Regions from separate parts of the Gossypium hirsutum genome. Here regions 2 and 3 are each linked to region 1. The links are chromatin contacts, called in public Hi-C maps. All regions are on one chromosome and are shown on one strand. The core of a region is the stretch at or near the end of the contact, and the rest is flanking DNA. Distances in the headings are between cores, read along the strand shown.

Region 1 (4,374 bases), core at 1,068-3,567:
TTTATACCATTATTTTCACAATTTTAATTTTAAACCCTTGACTTTTAATTTATAACTAAGTAAGTCCGCTTATGCCCAATGCAATTGGTCTAACCAATTGATTTAGTCCAGTTTTGAAAATAGTGACGAAGCTTTATGTTTTTAATTTAATAGAATATAGATATTCAAAAATTCAATTATTCCTTAAGTTTTACAATTTTAATTTATAAACCCCTGACTTGTAATTTATACCTAAGTCTACTTATTTAAGTACAGATAATTGTATGATTTTATTGAGGTATAAACAAAGTATAAATGACTTATTGAGATTTCTTTTTAATATTTTAACCCAAAAAAATTATAAAAATATAAAAATAGAAAGTGATATTTTGTTGGTCAATCAATTCAACCGATTTGATCGGTTTGACTAGTACTATTGGTTCGTCCAATCTATAAAATAAATCATTAAAAAATTAATTCAACAGCTCAATCAAAATCCTCCTAAATAATTAAATTTTAATAAAATGTTTTTAGAGCTTAAAATTAGTTGAAATCTCAATCTAAATTGGAATTATCTAAAAAATAAATTGAGAAATAATAAATTCATAAATTATAAATTTCAAATTTTAAATTTTAAAATTTAAATCTAAATCCAAATTTTGTTTTTAGTGAATTATAAGAATAGGTAAAACCCGAATAATAAACACGACTAACGCGACTCGAATCTAGACCACACTTGAGACGGTAAATATTCTAATTGTCATGACATCACATGGGGTTGATCTAAATCCAAATTTTAGTTACTAAACTTTACCTAATTGAATTTAAGTTACCCGTTAGTCTAAATTGATTAAATGAACGAAGAAGACAAGGGAAGTTGACAATTAATTAAGAAAAGAAATTTCATTAGAAAGCAAATTAAAAGATGTTATGTTAGGGTTCGAAGGGGCTGTTTGTCTAGGTTTTCACAATAAATTTGTTGCTTGTCTGAAATAAATAAGAAAAAAAGAATCAAATAGAATCTTTTACTTTTGTTTTTCTTTCAGACAGGTATCTTTTCAAACGGTTAATTTAAACACAAGAAGTTCCAAATGACAAACCCTAGAAACCATTACTTACTCAGCTCCTATGTTTTTATTAATTCTCTAATTCATTTTTCTGCATCAACCCATCTCTCAATCATCCTCAGTTGCAGGAAAACTATATATTCAATCCCTTTGAATATTATTTACATTAATATATATTAATTGCTTGCATCATGATCGAGACCTGATGCGGGGTTTTCACGACAAAACAAAGAAATGTCCAAATACTTACTGTGGTCCCAAGATCTCGGATTTTCAGACACAAACCCTAACCTTGGATAAGTATGACTAATTGACTATTTCCAAAGGGTAAATGAAGAAATGGCTACACTAGGCATTTGCTCAGCTCTCTATTAAATTTGAAATCTAAATCGGATATAATCCTCAAATTTTGATCCAACATCCACAATATGCATAAAAAACAAGCTTGAAAGTTGAAATTAGTAGTCTTTACTCTTTGGTGCCAATGAAGAACACTCAAAGTAGTCAAAAACAGTCGAAGAAATCAGATCAAAATCGAAATTTAAGTAAGCCAAAAAAGAAAGAAAGCAAGAAGAAGCATAAAACAAACCCTAAAATTTTCGTACACAAAATCCCAATTTTGTGGTTTAAACTTTAAACAAAATACCTGCAAATAAATTTAAAGGAAAAAAAAAACCTCAACAATTCTAAAGCTGATATTACTCAATTCAGAAAACAAACGTCAGAGAAACACAGAGTGCTTAATGTAAAAATCAAGTTTTTGAATATTAATTTTATTGTAGTATTGTCCCTTTCAAAAGGGCCTTGTTGCAAGAGAGCTATCGCTCCTCTCGATAGCCCTATTTTGGCTAACTCTTTCTCCTTCTTGTTCCCTATACCTATGCAAATACCTCTTCAATTGCTCGGCGTAGTTGTCAAACCCTAGCGTTGCCAGTGCCCAACAAACGTCGTCCCCGTTAACCGTCTTCCGCTTCTCCTTGTGGCACTTTTCGGATGCCTCCCCGGTGACGAAGCTGATGAACTCCGACACGCATTCCTGCATGGTTTCTTTGGCTTCCTTGGAGATCTTGGCGTTGGGAGGTAGGATCTGCTTCATGATCCGGCCGACATTCGCTATCGGAAGCAGCCGGTCTTGTTCCTTGATGATGCCATCCTCGCCTGAGAGGACACTACTAGCAGCGCCTGTGGCAAAGTTGTACTTAAGACCTTCACTATCTAAATTATTAATCCCTATTTTATCAGCCATTTCTATTAAAAGCAAAAAAAAAAAAATTATACCTCTTAAACTCAGACACGTCTCTTCTAACTGCTAATTTGCTATTATATAGGCTCATACTTATTTATATACATACACACATCTATATACATATAAATAGTAAAATGGTAAAATTTATTCGACTACATGACAATTCATGATATAAACCGATCAACCAATACAAAGCATTGTTGGTGTGGATTTGATTTTCTTATTAAAAAATAATATTTTATACATTATCAGTTAATAATATGAAAAATCATTATTAAGTAAAATAAAAAATATTTGAGAACTTATAAATATATATTAATATATAGATTTATTTAAACATAAGTAAATGTCGATTATACTTATTACGATTTGTTCAGATTTTAAATTTCGAGTTTAATGTTTATGGTAAAGGATTTAAAATTTAAATCACACATTACGTTTAGGGTTTGAGTTTACAAGTTAGAGTTTTTTATAATTTCTCTATTATTATTTTTATTTCACTAATAATAAAGTGTTATATTATTATTTATTAATATTAGATAAGTACTAATAATACATTAAATATTCGTAAGAGTAGGGGATCGTGGGAGCAAACTAAACCTTAAAAAGGCATAAAGAAAAATACTCAAAACTTATCACTTACAGACAATGGTCCCTCTTCATAGTCTGCTCTCAATAAGGTTGGAACTCAAAAAAAATAAATATTATAAATAGAAAAATCTGAAAATTTGAAATGTGTGGACTTAAAGATATGCACGTGTGGGGTTCTTGCCATAGCTGCAACAAAATTAATTCTAAATTAAAGCACTAATAAAGTTGGATTACCTACTAATTTAGGGTTTTTCGTACTTGAGATTATTTATGTCACACTACACGACATGAAATTGTTTCACTTTTTTTAATAGTTGTTTATGTTGTGAAGTCATGTGGTTCGGGTTACACGATCCTGAAACTCTGGACTTGGTATATAATGCCACGTATAGCCCTATGATGACCAAAGTAAGTAAATTATTAAGGCCATTAATCTTGATGAATGATGAATCACATTACATATGCATGTCATGTGTATGTATATGATTTTTGTTTAGTTATTAATTCAAGCTTGCATTCTATATATAGTACTAAGCGTGAGGTTTTAACTTAATTATTTATTTATTAATGATGAAAGTGGGTTTGCTTATGTAAACTAATTATAATTTATTATATTCTTATTGTTCATTTGGAATCAATCATTGTTGTCTCACAAAATTGAATATTTGTGAAAGAAAAGAAGACCTTGGATGATGAATAGTTTAGAGAAGATATTTGATGCGCTGCATGCTAATTAAGAATTTTTTTTAGTGGTAATTTTTTTATAAATATTAAAAATGTGTTTTGGGTTATATAAATTTGTATACATCTTTATAAGAGAAAGAAAAAAAATTAGTGAAGATTCTTGGAGGATAAAGCATCATTTAGTGTACAAATATACCTTGGTAGCTTTTCGTAATTAAGTCTTTGAATTTAAATAAAGAGTATTAAAATTAAATCTAAAAAATAATTAAGTATTAAGAAATTATAATAAAATTTAGGTCTTGATATGGCATAATTTTAGAGAATTACATAATCACACTTTAACATAATCCAAGTTTAATAACTAAATTAAGAAATTTTATCAAAATCCAAATTAATATAGACAAAAAAAAGAACCAAAGTAAAAAAAACTGTCAAACTTAGGGATTAAATGTTAATTTGTCCCATTTTTTTAGCAAAGGTAAGAAAAACTGTTATCTAAGGATTAAATACAAAACTAATATCAATTAAATATTTAAACACAAATCATTAATCACTATTCAATAGAAAAATTAGTAGAGAATGTATCTAACAATTAAGCTATGCCTTATCCTTGGCTACTATGGCTTTGTCAATGGACTAAATCCTAGGTTTAACAAAGGTATTTGTAGCATTTCTTTTGTTGATCTCTTGGACAAGTAGGCTAAATTTGTTGAAAATCATTATGCAATGGGATAACATGTCTCAATTAAGATCATGGGCACTTAATTAAAGCGTATATGGATTCTAGCAAAATAAATAAAACATGTG
Region 2 (4,374 bases), core at 558-3,057, 230 kb before region 1:
GAATTCAGCAAAGACGTCCTTATCGATGACATATTGCAGCAACTTAACTACCTGCAGAAACAAAACGAATAGCTTAGAACCAATTTCTGGTCCGCACAAATTTGGCGTCAGACGGTCGATAAAGCCACCTTCTCAAGTGTTTCTTCAATGACTTTATCGCTTAATTTCTCACTCCCACCCTTCCTGAGGATATGATCAGCGAAAGATGCCAAAATCTCTGCACTTGGGCTGCCATAAACATTTTTGTTGCAAAATACCTCAAAAGCCTCTTTTAAGGCCTATTGAACATTTCGACAAAGCTTGTGTCAGATGAAATGATTGAACATGATCCATATTAAAAAATTTAGGTATTCCAGCAAACCTTGTGGAACAAATTATGATTTTGAAAGCAGCTGTTCAGATATGTCATATAATTATCATGCAGCTCAAGTATATTCTTTACAAGAACCTGACGATGATGATAACAATATTAATTTTCAACATCTGAAGTGAATCCATGAGTATCCATAGCTTAAAAGTTGGAAATTTTACCTGTTCGTGCCCGCTAGGAGTATTTGAGGCCTGTGAAAATGATTGACTATCAGCATTTAGAGATGGGCACGTTGAGTAGTCGAAACAATAAATTATGTATCATCCATTTTTCACTCAGGTGCATAAACAAAATAATAGATAAAAAAAAGAGAGCCAGGTTTATGCTTAAACATTACTCTTCCTGTTTTGCACTCAATATGTTAGTACAAAAGAATAGATTTGATATCCTCACAAGAATACAAATCTTCAGTAATCCTTACTACAAAACGACATCAGTAATTGTATCCAGCAATTATACTTGTAACTATAAGAGAAGGGCAACAACAAATTAACCTGGTTACTTGCAGCCTCTTCTGCCTGTTGAACAAAGGCTGTACCCTCAATAGTAACATGCTGCAAAAGAAAAAAAAAAACTCAGAAAGAGTCAGTAAAGCTGTGAAGTAACATGAAAAGACGGTCATTTAGCTTGCAGAACAAGTAAACAGAAATTCATACCTGCTTGAATACATTAGCAACAAGATCCAGGCCTTGAGATATTTTATTATAAACCCTGTACGTCCTAGAAAGATCATCCACCTACAGAGCATAAAGTAAGCCAAGTAATTTCCTGATCTACACAGTTACCGAAATAAACAGCGAGAAGAGTAAACATTTCTTGCAAAGAGACAAGGTTGAGCAAATTTTACCTTATCATCTCTAAACAAAACCTTGATCCCTGAATCCTCCTTTTCAAGTAGCTGGTTAACGTATACAACCAACAACTCGTGTTGCACTTTCTACACAAAGGATAAACAGCTATAATTAGAATGCTCTCGGAATTATAGAGCTGTATTCATAGAAACTGTACGTTAACTTGCCTCACATTATTGCGCCTAAAGACAATTCACACAACTTCTATTCTACTATCTTACTGACAACTTTCACACATCAAACAAAATTCATGTATTTCACCTCTTACTTGATCAATTGATAACTCCAAAATATAGTTATTTTAAGATCTATTTACTTTCAAATTCATTCAAGTTCGGGGTGTCTAATAACAAATTCTACAGTAATTTTTTAATTTCTATTTATTGTTCAATTTATTTGAAATAATTCATTTTTGTTAATTTATATGCTAAAATTGATTTTCAGTCCTAAAAGTGCCTAATAAACTCAGAAGAGGAAAGGGATTGAAATGCACACTTTGATGCCTAACGCTGCAACGTCTATGTAGCAAAGGACCTACACGATGTGGACTGATATATTACCATCCTTGGATGCCCCAATTATAATAATTGGACTTTAGAATTCCTCTTGACCCAACTCTTGACCCAGCTCCTAAGTGGGTCAACAAAACTGGATAACCCAACAAGATCGAAAGAGCCCAAATCGTCCATTCGGAAGGAATGAGCCCAAACTGTCCATGAAAACTTGGTAATCAACCAATTCAACCACCAATCAACCATGAGGGAATCAAGCAACTCTTCCCTTGAATCAAGCATAAATCAATTAACATCCTTCCCAAAACAGCATGATCGTCCACCCACCTTCGGCCACCTCTAGAGAGAAAATCAAGGGATTTGGGGCTAAAAATAGCTAGGGGATGTTGGAGCGTTTCTAGTATAAATAAGAAGTCTTTCATCAATCACTCAATCATCCACCATTCATCATCTTTTCTCCTATTTTTCACTCCACTTAAGTAAGTTTGAGCGTTTGATCGAATCGAATGAAAAAAATTCGAGTTAATTGAGTTGATAAATCTTATTTTATCATCCTAACTCGATTTGAATTTTTTTTAATCAAGTTGAGTGAGATGAAATTCAAATCAAATCGAATCGAATATATTTGTTCGAAAATTAAAAAATAACTTTGGGTTCTTGTAGCTACTTTCACCTACCATAATCAAATTTGCCTACCGTAATCAAATTTGTTATTAGCTTTCACCCACTCATAATTTATTTATTAATATTTTATATACAGGTTAACTTTTTTGCTTACTTAGTTGCTTCAATTATTTTCTGATTCTGGTTATCATGTATTTGAAAATTAAAAAATATATTAAATATAAAAAACGTGTTTTTTTAATAAAATTTATTTAAAAATAAAATATGAAATTGATACAAAAAAAAATTAACTGAATATTTTATGTCATCATCAATAATTCAATTTTTTACAGAAATTGATAAAAATTTAGCATGATTAAACAATTCAATAATATAAATAGTAAAAAAATGTGAAATTTAATTCAATAATATAAGTAATAGACATAAATTTGAAAAAAAATTGGGGTTTAGGAGGAAGTAAAAGTTTTGAGGAAAAGCAAAAGGGGAAAAAGTTTTGGGAGGTTAAGAGGAGTAAAAAATTTAAGAGTTTGAGGGAAGTAAAATTTTTGAGACGAAAGTATTGGAGAAAGTAAAAGGAAAATGGTTTTTGGCGTTTGGGGATGTAAAATTTTGGGGGGAAAGTAAAAAGGTGTGACTTTTGAGATGGGGTTTGAGGGGAAAAGGAAGTAAAATATTTGATATTTAGTTTATTCGAATTATTCGGGTTACTCGAATTTAAAAATTTAACTCGAAATTTGAAAAATAAATTCGAATTAATCTGATTAATTCGATTCAAATGATTCAAAATTCGAACTTTTTTTCGATTTTTTTGAGTCAAATCGAATTTTGCTCACCCTCACACTTAAAAGAGCATTGAAAGATTTTAAGAGCAGTCAATTTTCATCAATATTGAGAATTTGAGCTTAGTAGTCACGACAAGAAGAGAAGAAAGGAGGAGCAAAGTGAGATGTGCCATAGAAATCCACTGGAATCAGCTTAGTAATTATTCTCGTTCCCTTTAATCTTTTATTTTTTGTTCAATTCAAGAAATATGATTGCAACTTAAGTTTTCTGCTTTTAATGTAATCACGATTGCTTAATTTTTTTAGTGTTAAAATGATTTCAATTCCTTAGCTTAAATTATTTACTCTGTTGAAAATGTTCTGTGCATTTGATTAATTTACTCATTCAAATAAAATTATGAACATGTTTCTCATGCATTATGACTATAGGGAAGCAGTTGAATTATTTATTTAATCTAAACAAGATTGTAATTAATTGACACAATATTTGAATGGTGCATGTTTGTTCATTTAATGATTGAGTTAGTAACAATATTAGACAATATTGTTACCTTGCATAATTCCTTTATGATGTGTACTTATGAAATTGTAAAGTTGATTAAATATAAAAATATGCTAGAGAAACTAAGTATAATATTATAACTTTAGCAATTAGGATTAGTAAATTATTAATTTTGCCATGGAATCTCTGTAATATCATTTAACATTGTCTTAATAATTCTAAGTGAGGAAGAGTAATTATTCTAGCACATGCATGTCATTGTGATTTACTCTTAAAAACTTGCTTGCTTAATTATTCTGTGATACATTTTATCTGCATACTTAGATTTATTTTAATTAATTTAGTTAGTAAATTCATCACACTCTTATTTATTTTGCCACAAACCAACTTGCTAAGTGTTAATTTTGCAATTATTGATTCACATTTATAGTGTTTGTAGATACGATAACTCTTACTTACTACTTTATTACTTATAAACGACTGTGTACTTGCACATAATCTTCCTGAGACATTACAGTAAACAATTTTACAATTTATTTAAGGATAAGAAAAAGTGCATAAATAAGCTGTTAGCGTTGTGTGACATAATTTCTAAGAGATTACTTACAAGTAAAATTAGACAAAATATATTTTCTTTCTAGAAAAATTAGTAGAATAATATATTTTACATTAATTAGAATTAGGCTTTTTCAACCTATAAATAGATGTGGTTGAAACTCTTCTTGTATAATTG
Region 3 (4,374 bases), core at 849-3,348, 150 kb before region 1:
TTCGCATCAATACTTTTACCAGCAAAAATACTCTTAACGCAACTGCAAATGGAAATGCCAACATGGTCCCACTGACTTTGGTAGAAAAGTGCGTGAAAACCATCACTTCCTGAAGCCTTCAGAGGAGCCATGTCAAACAAAGCAACTCTAATTTCTTCATCAAAAACTAGATTATTAAGAAACCTCAAATCCTCATCAGTGAGGGGCGGGAAGGCGCTAGTCGGTAAACCAGTCATTGGTCCAGGATGATCACCATACAAATCTTTAAAGAAATTGACAGCTTCAGTCTTAAGTTGTTCTTCATCCATGATCCATTCCCCCAGCTCGTTTTTTAAAGTAGTGATTAGATTCTGCTTTCTTCTTCTCAAAGTACGGGTATGAAAAAATTTGGTGTTGCGATCTCCTAAGACTAACCAATCACAACGAGCTTTCTGAGGCCAGAGAATTTCCTCATGATACAAAACATTATCCAAATCTTCTCTAACTTCTATTTCAACTTGTCTGAGAAAAGCCGAGTTATTTCTGTTACGTTCGATCTCAATGTTTTGTAGTTTCTTAGTTAAAAACTTCTTTCGGGTAGGAATATGGCCATACACATTTTTATTCCATCTTTTGACTAGATCAGTAAACTCGGAGTGTATCTTCGGCATATCAGTAGAAAGCCTCCAATTTTCTTTAACAAAATTGGAGAACCCAACCTGCTAAAAACCTAAATGAACGCCTTTGCGAGGAAAGAAAGTTAGGCATCAAAGATAGTTTAAGGGGTCTATGATCCGATTTAAGTCGTGGCAAGTAAGTCACAAGAGAACTAGGAAAAAGAGTACACCAAGCGTTATTACAAATAGCCCTATCCAGCCGCTCCATAACCCCCCTCTCTGCCAAGTGAATTGCAGACCTCTAAAGCCTAAATCTTGCAACAAAGCGGAATCCATAAGTTTATCAAAAAATGGGCATTTTTTTCCTAGTGACCGACCCCCTCTCTTCTCGGTAGGAGAAAGAATAACATTAAAGTCACTAATCGCCATCTATAGAGCCCCGTCCGCTGGAATAGTTCTCCACAAAACCTCCCATAAAATTCTTCATTTCTCTGATTCGTACTGGCGTACACAAAAGTAACCAGAAGAGGTTTACTAAAAGAGGTACCAGAATTTCTGACTAACACAAATTGCGAATGATTTTTTAGAATCTCCATACAAATAGATTCTTTCCAACCAATACAAATACCACCTGAAAAACCCACTGCCTCTACTCGATGTGAGTATTGAAAACCAAGTTTCGCAATAATCGAATCAGCTTTTATCCCACTGACCCTCGTTTCCATAAGGCTGATCAAATCGGGTTTATGTTCACGATTATACTCATGAAAAACCCGAATAAGCTTCGAACTAGCACTACCCTGACAATTCCAAGAAAAAATAGTTAAATTCATAACTAAAATATTAAAAAATGAGTACTACCCATTCAAAGGCCAAATGGAAGCTTGATCTCCCTCATTGTTGGTAATGACCGTATCAGAAAGAGCCTCCACTTACTCACCAATAAGCTTTGCCATGGAATTCATAGCATTAGGGAGAGAGACACGGGAATTTCCAGCAATTTTAAAAAGTCCCCTACGTCCACGAATTGTCTTATTTAGAGCTCGACCACTTCGCCCACTTCATTTTTTATTATCAAGACCATGGCCTTTTGAAGGAACGGATAAGATATTCGCATCACTTGGTCCATTATTTGACCCTTTTGTTATGACATGATGATCCGAATTTCCTTTAAAAGTAACAGCCGAAAGTCTTTTGGGATCTAACAAGCTAGAATTTAATACCACCTCAGATTCAAAAGGACCTTCAAATGTAGGATTAAAATGCAGTGAGGAGCTTTTATTTTGTAAAATTGGTGACGGACCCGTCTGTGCTCCGCGGTCTAGAATCCCTGAATCATTTAAATCCTGCTTGTCTATTAAAAATGATTGAGACCCATCAGAATTTAGACTGATATTTTTTCCTAAAATTAAGCCTCCAATCGCCAGACCTTTCCTAGTGTTACCATGTTCAACTTCCAAAAGAACTGGCCCACTAGACTTATCCTTCAGCCCAATACGACTATTATGACCCATTATTTCCTTTCCCATATTATCTTTAGCCCGCTGTCCATAAAAACCCCCAGGCCTATTCTCTTTTAAATTCCTAATAAAATCACCTTTTTTAAAAACAACCTCCTTCAACCCCGAAGTTTCAGCCCGTGACTTTCTAATCCCTGATTTTTCAACCCCCAAATCTGTCAATTGATTATCATCAGAAATTAAAGCCATGAATCTTGACCCATCACGATTTTCTTCCGTTAAACTTGCATGTTGATTCGGCTTTCCGACTGGAGTACGCCTAGATTTGCACTGAACTACCATCCATGGACCAAAAGCGTCAATCACTATCACTGGATCTACGTCCTTGTCCGCCGTCACAGGTACATCTTCCTTCTCTCCTTGTATGCTCTGTTCTGCCAAAAAAGAAGAACAAGAAGTTTTTAAATGACCATATTTTCCATAATGAAAGCATACCGTGGGAAGAGCTTCAAATTCAACTCTTTGGATCCGGCCATTGATCGATACTTGAGAAATAAGTGGCTTATGCAGATCAATCGACACAACCATTCTTGCAAATTGACCCCTAGCCCCACTGTCCGTCTTGAAATCTAACTTCATTACTTGTCTAACTAAGCTCCCTATCTCTTCTAAAATCTTTTTCTTATACAGGAAGCCCAGCAATCCTGGGAAACGAATCCAGGCCGTAACCACATTTGGAAAAGGTTTCAGTGGATCGAATTCAATTGTCCAAGGCTGAACAGTTAGATAGTGACCAAACACTATCCATGGACCTTGAGTCAGAGCCAGGTCATAGTCTACCCTGCATTGGAAACGGACAAGGAAATATCCATTTTTGATATCCATCAGATGAAAAGGTTGAGAGGGTTTCCAAAGGCTAGAAATACGATTGTGTAACGCCCCGTAACCTATGTTCCATCCTAACAGCTTGACAACTACGATAGTCTCCATATCCCTAACTAAAAAATTCCTTATAAGCTCCGAGAAGTCAATGGCAGGGATTCCATTAATGGAGGATCGAAGAATGTCACCTTCTTCAATGACGAAGCCTCCATTAAAAATAACATCACCGGATTCAGAAACATTCCTTCCCATAGGTTTCTTTTTCCAAGAAACTTCTTTGATTGGAATCATGTCAACCACCATATTGTCTATTGAATCTTTTCCCACCTCTTTGAATCTGACCTTTTTGGTGTTGCATTCTTCATCAGTGAATGTTTCGATACAGGTCCGGTCATCAGATGAAACTGTAAAAGCAGAAGCCATAATTTACTTTTTTAGTAAATTTTTTTAATTAAAGTGAGTTTTTTTTTTTAATTTCAAAATATCGCACCAATGAATTTGATAAAAGAATTTTAAGTTAAACGATAACAAGACCTAAAATATTGAAATTATATTTTATTAAGGTTTGTATTTGACCTAAATTGGATTGTTAACTTGCCTATATATAGTTAAACATAGGTTAAGCTTGAGAGCTTTTGGTCAAGCCATTTTTAGGGCTTAGTTTGTAGATTTAAGATTTTAATTTAGTTTATTTCTTTTAAAAATAGTTTTATTTTCTTATTCTTCGACTTGGATTCGATTTGAGCCCATGTCTTCGTTATTTAGTATTTTCATAATCTTCTTTTACATTCCTCTTGCAAAGAAAAATATCTCGACAACTGTTAAAGGCTTTCGCAGATCCAAGCACATCCAGTTTATTAAACGGATCAATTTCTATCCGCCTCTCATTTTAATTTAATTTGTGTGTTTTGCATGATTAATTTAATTATGATGAAGATGGTTATTGAATCAATGAGTGACTAACTCCTTTAGGGAGATTAACAAGTGGATGTGGGAGTGACTAATGGAAAAATGAGGGTTTCCTATACGAATTAGTTGGTATAAATTTATTTGATCTTAAACCCTAAAATTAATTTCCTTAGGAAGTAATCTAGGTTAAATGAAGTCGAGAGATAAGTTAGTTGAGTAAACCGTGAGTTTATCCCGATCAGGAAAGTGAGCCAAAGATAAGTAAGTATTGGATGATTAATTAATTGGTAAAGGTCAAGGGGTAATACTAGTTAGTTAATAACTGATTCACTAATAAAACTCCAGTTCTGAAGTTAATTACAACTACTAAAGCGAGTTAATCTTTTGCTTGTATTTGAGAGTTTTTCATTTTTCAACTTCATTTTAGTAGTTTAGTTTTTATTTTACTATCTTAATCTTTTATATTAACTATTGTAATATGATTTTTAGTAATTATTGTTTAGATATGCTACTGTAGATAATATTTT

What was found. A called contact is a pair of places that touch in the nucleus more often than the background predicts.
Region 2: a Hi-C map of leaf shows a contact between it and region 1, with 2.4 times the contacts expected there. The contact joins the enhancer-like site here to the promoter of LOC107926882 in region 1. A contact is called at or near these places in 2 of 34 Hi-C or Micro-C datasets (both in leaf).
Region 3: a Hi-C map of leaf shows a contact between it and region 1, with 3 times the contacts expected there. The contact joins the enhancer-like site here to the promoter of LOC107926882 in region 1. A contact is called at or near these places in 3 of 34 Hi-C or Micro-C datasets (all in leaf).

What each region holds. Positions count from the first base shown.
Region 1 is chrA08:93,900,737-93,905,110 of Gossypium_hirsutum_v2.1, forward strand. It overlaps LOC107926882 (nuclear transcription factor Y subunit B-5), which reads right to left and starts at 2,318. Exons shown (of 1, transcript XM_041074652.1): 1 at 1,724-2,318. The coding sequence starts at 2,292. The coding sequence ends at 1,840.
Region 2 is chrA08:93,672,729-93,677,102 of Gossypium_hirsutum_v2.1, forward strand. It overlaps the pseudogene LOC107940489. Among protein-coding and RNA genes, the nearest start is that of LOC121205267, 52 kb to the left of the region's middle. Within about 2 kb of position 1,808, at least 3 of the 9 cell types and tissues checked have an H3K27ac peak or open chromatin away from gene starts, as enhancers often do. A contact at or near this core is called in leaf, where this site is marked.
Region 3 is chrA08:93,746,528-93,750,901 of Gossypium_hirsutum_v2.1, forward strand. No RefSeq gene overlaps it. Among protein-coding and RNA genes, the nearest start is that of LOC121205336, 32 kb to the right of the region's middle. Within about 2 kb of position 2,099, at least 9 of the 9 cell types and tissues checked have an H3K27ac peak or open chromatin away from gene starts, as enhancers often do. A contact at or near this core is called in leaf, where this site is marked.